2 separate regions of the Anas platyrhynchos genome follow, and region 1 is linked to region 2. A link is a contact called in public Hi-C data. All regions are on one chromosome and are shown on one strand. Each heading gives the region's core, a stretch centred on a gene start, on an enhancer-like site or on the middle of the called end of the contact. The rest is flanking DNA. Distances are from core to core; before and after follow the strand shown.

Region 1 (6,737 bases), core at 3,215-5,714, 110 kb after region 2:
TCCTGGTGTACCAGCCTGCAAACGACCACTCTCCGGCTGCTGAAGGATGGATCCCTGGCAATATCTTGGCTCCCCTCACTAAATCCACCACAGATAGTAGCGACGGAAGCATCAAGTAAGTGCCATGTTGGCTTCGCTGGGAGCACTATGTGGATTTTTTGAGGAAAAAAAAATAAATAAAAATAAACAAACCCAAATGGTAGGGAATTCCTGCTGATTTTTATCTACAGTGCCATTGGAACAAGTTGAGTGGTCAGTCCCCAGCATCGGGCAGCCATGGTGGATAGCTTGGGTTTGGCTTATTTTTGTTTTGTGGGGTTTTGTTTATACTTTGGAGAGAAATAAATCCATAAATGGTTAAAGACGTATTTTACATTACACCATTTTACACCAACATGGACCTGCTTGGACTGGACTTATATTTATGTTGTATTAAGTTACTAATCTATATATTGGTTATAACAGCATCTAGCAAAAAAATAATCAGGCCCTGTGTTGGACTGAGGTTCGCTTCTCTAAGAGGAGAGATTTTGTTGTCTATGGCAATTTCCTTGTACAGCTTGTATCTTTTTTTTATTTTTATTTTGTTTTGGTTTGTTCTTTTTTTTCTGTTCGCAGTAACTTTTGTAAAATATTTTTGGTTTGCAAGACCCCCATCCAAGTACATTCCTGTATAAAGTATTTTGCACTATTTAAAAAAAGAAAAGAAACAAACTCATATTGATGAAGTCAGGTTGTGCAATATAATGGATAGTCGCAATGTTCATCATTGTACCTGTAATGTAACTAATTTTAAATGTACTATTTTAAATATGTAAAATAAATTTTCACCATGAGCATGTTTTAAAGAGGTAAAAGAACTAGTTTGACCCTTTTTTGTTTAGTTTTGTTTTGTTTATAACGTTTTGTTGTTTATTTAACAAATGTGTGGATATATATTTTTCTTTTTTGATTTTTAGAAATTTGTCAGTCTGAAATGACTAATGCAAGAAAGTGTTTTTTTGGTATTAAATACAGAAGGTACAACCCTCTTTTCAGTAATACCGATTGATTTCTTTTAACATCTAAAAAGACTACTTGGTAATGCGTGGTGTATGCTACACATTCTGTTATCTTATGTGAGTGCCTTGAGGTGAAGAACTGAATGTGAGGAAAGATTTTGTGAGAGATTCCCTAAAAGTAGTAATTTGGTATCTGCTAAAGACACAGTTAAGAAATACGGTGACTTGACCCATCAGTTGGTGATCTCAGGAATACTATTGAATGCTATTGCAAATGAAATATTAAGCCAAAAAAAATTGCTCAGCACATCTCTTGCTCGTGTGCCACAGCTATTCCTGGGTTCCCCTCTAACCACAATCTGCAAACATGTGCCTTTACATTCACCCCAGCACTGGGCTCCTGGTGGAAGACGTTGATTTCATGGCAGCTGTGCAGTCAAATTCTGCAATACAGTCATATGAATTGGGGCCAGGAAGGAATACCAGAATTGAAAGACACATGTATTGCACTTCTCTCTCAGTCTTAAATCATGTTTTCGGACTCAGAGCTAAACCAACCCTGCAACTTAAAAAGAAGCCTGAATGTCTTTCTAATATAAATCCAATGGGTTAAAAATGCAGCTGTTTTCAGCCCTGTCTAGTCTGCCAGATCACGTGGAGTTAAAAGTAATAAAACTGTTTCTTCTGTTGACAAATATTATACACAAAATAGGTGTTCAATCCAGTAGTGTTAGCATCATGATAGGTGAGGGTCAGGGAGTCCATCAGCCATGTCCTTGACTCTTTATCATGTCATAAAGGAAAATAAAACAGTCCCGAAGTGCTGGATAATGCCCCCTGGTCTGCACACCTAATGCAGACCTCCCCCCAAAAATGCCCAAATACCAAGCCATCCTTCCTGCCCAGCCAGGGTGTGCAGGGAGTGTTGGTGCTCCTTGTGCCAAAATACAACTGCCCCTGCCAGCCACCAGCTCCATGCCACTGGTAGGCACCTGGCCCACGGTGCTGCCACACCAAAAACAGTCCCCATGAACCATTTTGGTCTTACATCAGTGCAGCCAGTTCCTGGGAGGCCCTTGGGTTTACTTCTTAAAAAATAAGCTATTGTACAGCTCCAGCCAGGCGCTGAAATACAAAAAGATGCTTATGAATCATCGTCAGTGATCATGGGGGAGCATCGGCTGTGCGGGGTGTCCTTCAAGTCCTACCTTGCTAACATACTGCATTTTATTGGCATCGCAGGTGATCGTTGGATTACATGCAACTTGCTTTGTAAAATGTATCAAGGTACTGTAGACGTGACATGACATGTGCCAAACATTGGGCTTAAAACATGCAAATAAAATTTGCATGACTTAAAGGTGGGCAGATGCTTTGAACCTGGATCCCAGCTCATCACACTGCTGTTTTGAGAGCTTTCAGCTTTGGACAACATACCACTTCCCAAATCCTCCCCCACCTGCCCACTATTTAAACCAAATGAATTCCATATTGAGAAGTGTTTTGTTTTGTTTTTTTTCTTTCTTGATTTTTTTACGTCTGCTTTGATATGCAATTTCTGTTGTTGACACAGCATTGCTCTTACAAAGGGTGACATGATCTTTTTTTTTTCTTTTTTCCAAGAGTAAGGTCACAGGCACAGTAATGAGGGGTGAAAAATATTCTGGAAATCATGCCTGCTGTGATTCTAGTCAAAAAGCATGGACTGATTGATGTCCTCTCTATCCCGATTGGCAAAATCAAATATTACACTAATGGGAAATTATTGGTCTTGAGAAGCAGAGCAGAGCTTGTCATTCTAGGAAAGTACTTATCTCTTGGAAAGTTAGTGATGTAGCTCCCATTTTCTGAGCTATTCATGTTCTGAGTAACATGTAGGGAGCAACACCTTCAATTTCTTAAATCTTTTTATTTGCTCAACAAAGTAATCTATTAAGATGGTTCTCATTTATTACATTTGTTGCTTTTAACCAACAAGACTGAGGACTGAATTGACCTGTTAACTATAGCAAAAATAAAATAAGTCTCTGTTTGTGGCAATGCAAGACAAAGTCCCTGAAACCAGCTGACCGAGTTCTAGTTGCCTGCTTCCATCATGGGATATTTTTTCCTGCTCCATGCATTTAAACAGCAAGTGTGGCACAACATCTGCTTTGCAGAACACTTTGGTTTGTTTTTTAACTTCAACTCTCATTGCTCAAGTAGAGATAGGCGTATTGCCGGTGGCTTCCACCTTCTAGGGAATTGCAGTAATCGCAAATGTGGATGCTGGTTCTCCTTTCCCAATCCTTCCTTCCTGCTATGATTTGCCATTTGATTGCTGCGTTTTTTGGTACAACAGGAAGTCATGTTCATGGCATACCCTGCGCATGAGAAAGCGGGCGGAAAAGGAGAGCAGTGGCAAAAATGAAGCCAATGGGCCACGTAAATCCAAGGATATTCTGGGGAACAAAGTCTCTGTTAAAGTGAGTAAGGCCAACGGAAAGCTGTGTGCCACTCTCCTGCTTCCCATCCTTTTCACCCCCTACAGCATCCTCTCCTGAGAGAGGGAGGGGGCGGCAATTTTGGGTTGTGTTTTTGTTTTTTTTCCACTTCAGTTATCTTTTTTTTTTTTTTTTTTTTTTTTTTTTGTAGTATCCATTTTAGCAGGATTTTTGCATGCAAGATAAAATGCAGCCTTTGTTTTTCATTTTCTTTTTCCTGGCATCCCATACACAAGTAAGTAATCTTCATTAAAAGACTATGTATGAGGTTAAATAACTGTTCTGTAAATAACTGAAAACAGTGAGTGACTTTCCTCTGATCTAGCCCAATCTGCAGCTCCATCAGAGCAACTGCAGCGGTGAGAAAGCCGCCGGGTGAAATGACTGCCTTTTTAATGTTGACAAGTTTTCCTCAGGCCAATATTTCCCCACATATTATGATAAGGGGCTCTCTACCTTGAGATGCTAAAGAAGTTCACTGTGGGGAGATGGTCTGAATGACCTCTTTATTTCCATATCACCAGACAGGGAAGAGATGCTGACTTGGTCTTGCCAGGAGAGGGTTTTGTGTGTGTCCGTGTGTGTGTGTGTGTCCGTGTCTGTCTCTCTCTCTCTGAGATCTCCCAGTGTGGAAAAGGTTGAGAACGGTGGGGTTAAGCTCCATCTTCTGCATTGAGTGCCTGACTTCTCTGCTCCAATTGAGAGGATCCATCTCTATAAACCAGCCATGAGGCCTGCTCAGGACTAATCTGGGGCTATCCCTCCCAGCAGAGGCAAGCAAACAAATACTCACAACCAAAGCCCAGCCTTGATGCAGGAAAGCACTTGAGCATGTACTATGGATCCACCCCTCTCCAGGAGGGCCCATGATTAAGTGTTTTCCTTTCTGGAGGCTTTCCCTCATGTATGCCTCTTGAAACAGATGGCATGTGCAAAGAGAAGCCCTGCCACTGCCACCCGGCTGCCCCTTGCACCCAGAGCTAAGGGCAGCAGCTGCTGCAGCATGGTGGTCACGGGGCTTCCTTCTCCTGCTTCCTTGCTGTTGTACTGCCCGAACGACTTGCAGAATCACTGCCTTTCCTCTGGCAAAAGCATGTCTTCGCCTTTACTTCTCTTGTTTTGTTGTTGGTTTGGTTTGGGTTTGGGTTTTGTTTTGTTTGGTTTTTTTTGGAACATATTCTGTCCTGTTATTCATCCCCATGCTGCTCACAACTCCTTGCTGCTCTGCCCTGTCTAACCAATCTCTCCTCTAATCTCTTGTTCTCTTTCTTCCTCTTCATGCTGCCAAACAAGGAGACAAACAGCTCAGAGGAGTCAGAGTGTGATGACCTTGACCCCAATACTAGCATGGAGGTAGAGACAATCATCCTTGTCATTATTTTTGTCCAAGAACATGTGCCTGTTTTGAAATGCCTGTGCTGGAAGGGGAGCTGGTGGGTCTGCATCGCTCATGGACATATGTGCCAATTAAACATGAGTCACACAAAGCACCAATTCTGTTTTTGCCAACCAGTCAACTGGAGTTCAGGCTACCTTTGTGATAGCAGCAGTGGAGGAAGCTGAGGAACAAGTTCTTGCTGAGCTGGAGGCTTACAAAGCCGCCCTCAGTCGCTGCTTCCCACCTGGGACCTCGCTCAATGAAATGATCGTGCATGCCTGTCAGCTACCAGTAAATGCAGCAGCTCTCTATTTTAAAAACACCCACTGTCCTGGCAACACATGCTGGGCTGCTAGTCAGGCTTGTGTTGTGAATTACTGGAGCAAACGTTGTTGCACCAAGCTGGTGCTTTAAATCTAGATCAGAAAATAAAAGTGTGTTTGTTTTTTTTTTTTCCCTAGAAGTTGCTGTCACTTAAAAAATGGGAAATTGCATTTCTGAAAGGTACTGAAAGATCTTGGTAAAATTAGTTGCTTTTATGTACCTGTATCATAGGTAAGACTGTAGATAAGTGGACCCAACCTGTGATGCATTACATGACTCTTTATTTCCAGTGTGAAGCCACCGATTTTAGTGGAGTGACCAAGACATGCCTTGCTGAGAGAGTCAGAAAGAGCTTAAAATCATGAGAGCTGCATGTCTGGCTCTTCTCAATTAATATCTTGCAGAGCCCATTTTTCTGTGTATGGTGACCACACTAAACACCTGTGTACATTGTACCACGGCTGAGGCTTCTTACTGAAACAGGCGAGGAAAAGGTTCAGCAAGACCTCCATGATTTTGCAGAGATAGTAGAGCAGGTCATTGGAGAAGAGGGATATTGCACCTCCAGGAAGCTGTTAGCCAGATTGCACTACAAACGTCACACAAAAGAAAGCTGACCTTCCTCCTGGGGTTAAAAAACAGCAGAAGTGTATTGGGATGTACCACCTCAGCTACTAACCTGCAGGTTCTCTTCTGTTGTAATTGTGTTGGCATCAGTAAATACATCTTTGAGAAAAGGACGTGTGTTAAAGGAAAGCTTTTGACCCAGCTGACATGCTGGAGATTGAATGATATTTGCCACTAAAGCTCCATTATTCTTAGGAGTGTCTTTGCATTTTCAAAAAGCATTTTGCCAATCACAGGTAACAAATAGAAATATATGTATTTGGTACAAGGCAGTGCCCAGTTACTGCACATAAATCTATGTAAGCTTTAGATCATTGGAAATTGCTCTGTGGAATGAAAAACAGCTGAGACACAGGCCTGATGTACAGAGCTGGGTGAGGATTGCCATCCAGAGGGAGCAGACCAAGGGCAGGCTCCAAAACATGCATGAGGGAAACAGCCCTAGAAGTGGTATTGTTGCAGCACAGTCTGCAGTGTCTGGGGTTTTCGCTGCTGGCCACACAGTTGTTCTCCTTGTCCCTTTATTATGAATGTTGTGATGCTCCTTTTCAAATGTGTTGTGAGAAATGTATTAACATTTGGCCTTGGATTAAGGCCTCCAGGAGCTAAAGCCTTTTCCCATTAAAACAGAAGCAAGGCAAGCTTTTTCCACGCCTAGAGCCTGATGCAGGATATTCTGACCATTGGGCAGGAGATCTGTGGAGGAAGTCAGACAGTGATGGCAGAGCATCAGGAGGTCTATGCAGAGATGTCTAAGCTGCAGAGCAGCTGGCTAGCACACCTCACAGCACAGGTCTCAGCATGGGCTGCGAAATCTCTTCTCAGAGGAACTGCAGCTGGATCTCTGGCAGCTCCCAGGGCTGGTGGGCTCTCCAGGCTCTTTCTAGTCTGCATTCCTCTCCTCTGGTGATGGTTTCAGTTTTA
Region 2 (7,378 bases), core at 4,556-7,055:
TGAGCCAGAAGAAAAGTAATGAACGCTTTTTTTTTTTTTTCTTTTTTTTTTTTTTTTGCCTAATGGTGGAAGTAGAATTGAACCGAAATGGATTTTCCAGGAGGTGGCGCTTGAGCCTGTTGAATGGTGTGCACTGGTTCTCCATGTTGTCTATCCCAGGGCCCCTGTAAGGTCCTCTGCAGCCCTATGTAGAGGATATTATTTATGTTTGCCTGGGCTGCTGTCATTGCATATAAGACTACATGGTGATCCTGTTTGCAGCTCAGCTGGGTGCAAGACAACTGCTAGCTCAGTGCCTCACACACCTTCCCAAGTTCTCCCAAGCCCTTAGGACGCTTTTCAACCCAAGTAGTAACTTAAGCTCTGTCTAATGGTGAGCCATTGTATGCTATAACATGAACTAAGCTTGCTTCAAACAAGAACCAGAGCAAAGATGAGAGTACAGAGCTCTGTGGCTAGGCTGCTTCAAATCTAGTTCAGGTATCTCTGTGCCTGGCAGTCACAGTCAAGCAGGTTGCTGTCTTATTCTGAGACTTCAGAGACCAAAGGGAAGAGCTGCAGGGAAAACGTCCCTCTCCAGCAGTGCATGTATCTGATTGCATGGAGCAGTGCTACTGCTTTCCAGCTGCAGGCTCCTACACAGCAGGGATATCTGTTACTCCACCAACCTCCTCTGCCTTCATGCAGCCTGACCAGGGAGCATCCTGGCAGAGAAGGAGGTGTCCATGGGGGACACATCTTGCTGGGAGCATGTCATGCTGCTCAGAGAGCTGGAAGGAAGGAGTAGTGCTGAATCAATCACTTAGATCCTACAAAAATTAGTATCCTTAGCCAGTTTTGGGAAGTTCACAGGTGTGGCCAAAGCCATGCTGTCTCACACTGTTACTAATTGAAGCCCAGCTGTCTGCTCTGCAGACACCACCAAACACGGAGCCAGCCGTGACTCAGCTTCATGCAAACTCTCCTAAACCCCACACAGAGTCACTTTCCTTTTGGGTCTTGTTCATGGCACAGACATTTATTTCAGAAAGAAAAAGAAAAAAATGCCTAGTACAAAAACCAACACCGTCTGTTGGCACCTTTTGTGAAAAAAATGGCTATTTTTGCATCTCAGCATAAACACTAGAGCTAAAATAAATAAATAAGTAGTATTCAGCAGAAAATCAAACTGTATACAGAAAGAAAATCTCTGTTCTTGGCAGCTCTTCCCCCTTCATCTTGTGCAACTCCTTCACTTTGTAGCCGAAAAGTTACCCTCCAGCCTCAGATAAATCCCATTCCCCCTTCCTATCTCTTCCCATCATACTGGAGTATTCCCCGGCCAGGAGGGGGGCAGGCATGCCCAGAGCCTGGTGGAGGCAGAGGAATCCCAGCCTGTCCTACTTCAGTACGGAACCTGTCCCTGAAGGATAGCAGGGATCAAATATTACAAATCTTTTAGATGAGTAAATATGTGCGGTAGGGTATTGAGGGATTCTCAGGAGCTCCCACCGGAGTCCTTTGCAGACCTCACCCAGTACCTATCTGCGATGACTCCAGAAGTTCATGAGCACGTCACGGTGATCAGCCCAGACATTTGGCTGCCATTCAGAAGCACTCAGTGCTGTAAGAGGTATCATAAGGGCCTCTCTCCCGGCCCCCAGCTGCCGCCTCAGAACAGCACAGGTCTGTCAGCACTGTCAGCTGCGTTGCTCCCATGTGGATATTTCAGCTACCTCAGGGCTCTCAGATGGTACTAGCTGCTTATGTTTAGACAGCTAAATTGCACCCTACTTGTGCAATTTAATTTAATGTCACTCCATTTTAATTGAACGTTAAAACTCTGCTTTCAGCCTTCGTAGCTAAGAGAAACCAGTTGACATGACAGATAAGTCACATTTAAATCAAAGCCTGTGTAGTTTACTCAGTGTAGCCTTAGCTCAACTTGCACAGTGCTCCTGCAGTCTGAGTGGCCTTAGGGGGACACTGCAGTTTATTGCCAGCCTCTCTGAAACCACACTATGTGTATGTGAACTTGAAGAGAGTCAAAATGCTAAACAAAGAAATGCAGAGATACAGAGCTGACATTTGTTATGGGTGGTTCCGTCTGGCAGGGGGTTTACACTTTTCCATGACTGACTGCTGTTTTTATCTCTTCTAGGAAATTCAGCAAAGGCATGGTCTGGCGAATTCTATCTCTTCTTATTTAATCAAGCCTGTCCAGAGGATCACAAAATACCAACTCCTACTGAAGGTACCTTAGTGAGCTGCCCAAATCAGCTCACGCAGAGCAGTTCACAGTTGTAATGAGTTAACTTTTATTCTAAAAGGAGCTGCTTCATCAAGCTGTCTGTGATCTGTAAGCAGCTACTGCTGAGCTGCTGTTCCTACTACCTGGGCCTGAGCATGACAACAAAGTGTGAAATCAGGTTGCATATTTTAAAGGAAAATACTCACAGAAAGGAGAAAAAAAAAAAAAAGCAAACAGCAAACAAGTGATGGCTTGCTCCAGCTGGTTGTGGGTGTACAACCTGGATTTAATCCTGAAGAGCAAGAACTGGGAAAGGGAAATTGAAAGGATGGCAGAATGGTTTTACTTTCCTTTTCTTCTTGCTATAGCATTTGTGACGTAGTATTTTGATTAAAGGCTTCAATGACAGCAGTCGTAAACTTTGGAAAATAATTCTTTACCGAGAGTCCTGTTAGATTCTATTTGGGGATGGACACTTTTGTGTTTGAAAAACAGGGAAAACCTTCATATACAAAACAGACTTAAAAATGAAGCACTAACATTTTCCATTTAAAAATAACAACAAAAACCTTTGATTGGTTTCTTGTAAATTGGTTATAGTTTTTTGCCAAATCTTGTCAATAGGTGAATTTTAGATCTAACTTAACCAGCTGTTGTTCAGTTCTAAACTAGAAAATCAAAGAAAAAAATATCTTAGGGATAATGGAAGAGACAGGTTCTGACCTTGACAAGCTAGGACCATAGATGATATTTGCATCTCTTTCGATGCATGTTTCCTGCGTGCAAATGGAGTGGTGTGCTGTACTACCAAGGTACTTACTGGATACAATCAGTGTTTCAACAAATTTGTGCTTTGTTCCAGTTTACTGAAACAACGTGCTTACAGTCTTGTGAGTGCTGTGGGACAGCAAGTCTGCACTGCGCAAACCAAAGCTACTGGGATGGCTAAAACAATCCTTCAGTTGTCACCCTTTGGGTTCCTTCTCGGATGACTCTTTCAAGAAGGGACCTGCCTGCCCTGGGCACAGCGCCCTGCCAGACCTGCCCACATTATGCCACAGACATGCTGCTGGAGCAGGCTGGGGTCCTGCTCCCCAGCTGGGGAAACATGGTAGCTGAAACATGGGCATAAAACCTCAGAAACCCTCTGAGTGCAGTCTCGTTCAATAGCACCTTAACTTGTCTTGGTTTATAGTCCTTCCCATATGATACCCACTATTTGTGAGCATCCACAGTGAGTTTTGATGAAGTTCAGCTTTTTCCTATCACTGTTAGTGACATGGTCCCAACTTTGCACTCTACGTACCAAGAAACACAACATGAGATAGAGACAGCATGGTCAGAGTTTGCTTACAGGTGTTCTGCATTGCTTCTTAGGAACTGCTAACCTGCTGTGAGGAAGGCAAAGGGGAGCTCAAAGATGGTCTGGAAGTGATGCTCAGTGTCCCCAAGAAGGCCAACGACGCAATGCACGTCAGCATGCTGGAAGGTATGGGTGGATGGGGAAAGGAAAGGACTTGGGTGTGAATTGAGCCTTCTTGCAGCTTGTTTAGAAGGTTAACACAGGTTGGCTGTAGCGGTACTGTTGGCTGGCCATCACTTTCAGGACATTCCCAGCTCCTTTTGAAATTTCTTCAAAAGTCTTGGAGACTGGCTAGGAAGTTTTGAAGTTTTGTTTATATTTATGTATAAAATATTTACATATGTAGTATATGTGTATGTTATGTATACATATATTTATATATGTATATATACATCTGCATGTATATGTAAACATATGCAATATATATATATGCTGAAGATTTTCCTACGTACTGAAACAAAAATACCTTCTGAAACAGTATCAGTTTAGCTGCTCACAGGTGTAATAATTATTGGATGAAAATATTTCTAACATCTAAACGTCTCAACATTTCAAAAGAAAAAGTTCTGGCTTTCTGAGTCAAAACAGTTTGTGTTTCAAAATATTAGTACATGTATAATCAGCCTAAAGGGAAAGAAAAAAAAAAAAGAATTACAAAAAAAATACAAAAATATATATTTTAAATTTATAGAAAATGTTTTCACTGGAGAGAAGTGTGACCCATGGGCTGCTGAGATAGTAGAGGGAAGGACACCTTGTACCCAGCCCACACCTGTGAACTGTCCCCAGGACTCCCTTTTCCATCAGGCCTCCAAGTTATGTGGAGGGTATCCTGCAATCCTTAGATATGAAGGTTTTTAACATGCAGCTTGGAAGATGAGGAACTACTTCTGGAGGGCATGTTTCAGACAGCCTACTGATTTGCTCTTATACATGTAGCTCCCCCAGCACACTGCTTTGGGCTCAGACGGGCTCTTGGAGGTTGGGTTATCATGCTTGAGGGCATCATGGTATGACAGAGTACTTCTAGCCACAGCATCTTAGATTCCTCTGAAGTTGTGGTGACACACATAAGATCCTTGCATTGCAATTCTGTGTACAGTAACCACCACCGAAAGCTTTAAAGATAAATATTATAATTTATCTTTAAGTAATTACTACTGTTCTTAACTGAAGTCTCATTTAGCACATAAGACATTTGGCTCTGATGAAATAATTATGATTTGGCAGTAGACAAAAAAAAATATTTTCACCAGGACAATAAATGGCCATTAATGTCCTTTCAGAATGTGCATAAAAAACAGAAAGACCCTTTTATTCCAAATCCTCCTAGCTGTGTTGCTTCTGGGCATTTCTGCCCCCAAGAACAAGTACTAGCCGATGTGTTTTGTGTGCTCTTTTTAGGGTTTGATGAGAACCTGGACGTCCAGGGAGAGCTGATCCTTCAGGATTCCTTCCAAGTGTGGGATCCCAAGTCTTTAATTCGGAAAGGCCGTGAGAGGCATTTGTTTCTCTTTGAAATCTCTTTGGTGTTTAGCAAAGAGATCAAAGATTCTTCAGGACATACAAAATATGTTTACAAGAACAAGCTACTGGTAGGTGTGGCTGCAAAGAAATATTCTGGGTGATGCATTTCTTGTAGGTAGAAGTAGAGTTTGGGGGATGGCTTGTACTTCCCTGTCTTGGGTTGGAGATGCTCATGCCACCTGGAGAGGCTGGCTCTGGGCCCTGTGGGAAGCCAAACTCACAGTGAGTCTGGGGAGGTTTAAGAGAGTGAGATGTGATGGGTGGGTGGGAAGTGCAAGGAGGATCACTTAAACTATTCACTCTTTCTTGCCATACCCTGATGGTTTTCTGTCTTTTATCTGTGTGTAGCAAAGCAAAGACAAGATCTCATTCCCATATCCATCCCTGTCTCCCCTGATTCTCCCTAAAACTGTAAAGTTGTCAGAATTCATGAGGCTTCATTTATATGAAATCTCTTACCATCTTTCCTCCACACTAGACCTCAGAACTGGGAGTGACTGAACATGTGGAAGGAGACCCCTGTAAATTTGCTTTGTGGTCTGGACGAACACCATCCTCAGACAATAAAACAGTGCTGAAAGTAAGTCTTTTTTTGTTTGTTTCCTTTGCCTTTAGAGCTGCTAGTTGAGACCTCGAGAGCCCTAAATGGAAGGTCAGTTTCTTCCACTCTCATACTCACATGGCTTCCATATCTGTCAGTGGGGTCATGCCTGCGTCAGGAGCAATTCGGATCCAAGGCCACAGTCTGAGTCAAGCCTTGCTGAAATTGCATCTCTTGCAATCTCAACTGAGCAGCTGCACACTAACACAGGACACATCTTGGGGTGTTTTCTGGGAGGTGCAATTCCCTTAGTCCTATGCCACTGGGTTTGTTGACAGTCAACATTTTCCTCAGCCCTCCAGAGCTGAAAGCCATTTCTGTCAAGTGATTTTCAAATGAAGAATTTTTTGGTAGTTATTTAGTCTGAGGAAATCCCACTGTGCACTGATAACCTATTTCCTCTCCACAGAGCACACTGTATTGCTAGCATTAACTATATTTATCCAGAGCTTAGCTGCTTTGCTGTTGCTTGCCAAGGAGGTCTGGTAAAATACCCTCAGTTGGGGTTACCAGGTATCCAGCAGCTAGAACAATACATCAGAGAGGAGAAGCGGTTAATCATGCATTTTTATCAGCCAACCACGATTCTTCTATATAGAAGGTGATACGCTGAGAATGTGATAGAGTGTCTGTCTTTCTGCCTTGTGGAACTTCAGGCGTCCAGTATTGAAACAAAACAAGAATGGATCAAAAACATCCGGGAAGTCATTCAAGAAAGGATTATCCATCTGAAAGGAGCTCTGAAAGAGCCAATTCAGCTCCCCAAGACACCAGCAAAGCAGCGAAACAACAGTAGAAGGTAACCTCAGTCATTGCATACAACATGAAATCATTAGAGGTTTATCAGCCGCCAGCAGTGTAGTGTCTGTGGACTCTTTACTGGATTCACTTGCTTTTCTTACTGTAGTTGAAAGCAGTTTTCATCATCTTGCATGTTGTTTTGGCAAAAGTAACTTTTCTATTATATTCATGCAAAGGTCTTTAATTTTGCTACTCTGAAGTATTGGAGAAAAATGAACAGTAAAAATTCTTCAGAGTCCAAGGTTATGTTTCTTTCCCAAAGGAGAAATTACCTATTTAATTGAGTATTAACAGATTTTTATTTTTTTTTCCTGTTTGGCATTTTGAATTGTTTGACAATGAAAGTCATAGCTGGTCATTACAGTATATTACTAGGATGAAGAATCTGTGTTTCATCATCAAATTCAAATTCATTTCATCCTAGAAAATAATATTAATTTTCTTATTCAACCTCTTTCAATTCTGGATTAAATAGAAATTATATAAAACTGATTATTCTTTCGTTGCCAGGCTAACATTCCCAAAAGCCACTTGCAGTTTGAGCATCTCCCCTTCCTCATCAAATATTATCATGTATCCAGTCTCATAATACAGGCTGTTTTATAGACGTATCCGAAGAGTGAGTAAGCTAGTCATCTAGGAGCAAGGCAGAGATCCAGAGCTTTCTTCCTGGGGACATGTGCCAGTCTAAGAGTTTTCTAGCGCAGTGTTGTTGTTTATGTTATATTTTATTGTATTTTGTATTATTAAAATATTTTGAAAGACCAATAAAAATTTAGGAGAACTGCAAAAGGGAGAAAATACCCTCTGCTGGCAGATTCATAGAGGTAGTCTCAGAGAGCTCTACACTGTCATT

Evidence for each region. A called contact is a pair of places that touch in the nucleus more often than the background predicts.
Region 1: a Hi-C map of liver shows a contact between it and region 2, with 2.8 times the contacts expected there. The contact joins two enhancer-like sites. A contact is called at or near these places in 3 of 8 Hi-C or Micro-C datasets (liver, skeletal muscle and subcutaneous adipose tissue).

Annotation. Positions count from the first base shown.
Region 1 is chr7:16,406,272-16,413,008 of IASCAAS_PekinDuck_T2T, forward strand. It overlaps KALRN (kalirin RhoGEF kinase), which reads left to right. Exons shown (of 64, transcript XM_072040795.1): 53 at 1-115; 54 at 3,343-3,466; 55 at 4,778-4,837. Among named protein-coding and RNA genes, the nearest start is that of UMPS, 24 kb to the right of the region's middle. Within about 2 kb of position 4,465, at least 1 of the 8 cell types and tissues checked has an H3K27ac peak or open chromatin away from gene starts, as enhancers often do.
Region 2 is chr7:16,292,821-16,300,198 of IASCAAS_PekinDuck_T2T, forward strand. It overlaps KALRN (kalirin RhoGEF kinase), which reads left to right. Exons shown (of 64, transcript XM_072040795.1): 31 at 2,141-2,233; 32 at 3,608-3,719; 33 at 4,998-5,188; 34 at 5,599-5,700; 35 at 6,378-6,520. Among named protein-coding and RNA genes, the nearest start is that of UMPS, 140 kb to the right of the region's middle. Within about 2 kb of position 5,806, at least 1 of the 8 cell types and tissues checked has an H3K27ac peak or open chromatin away from gene starts, as enhancers often do.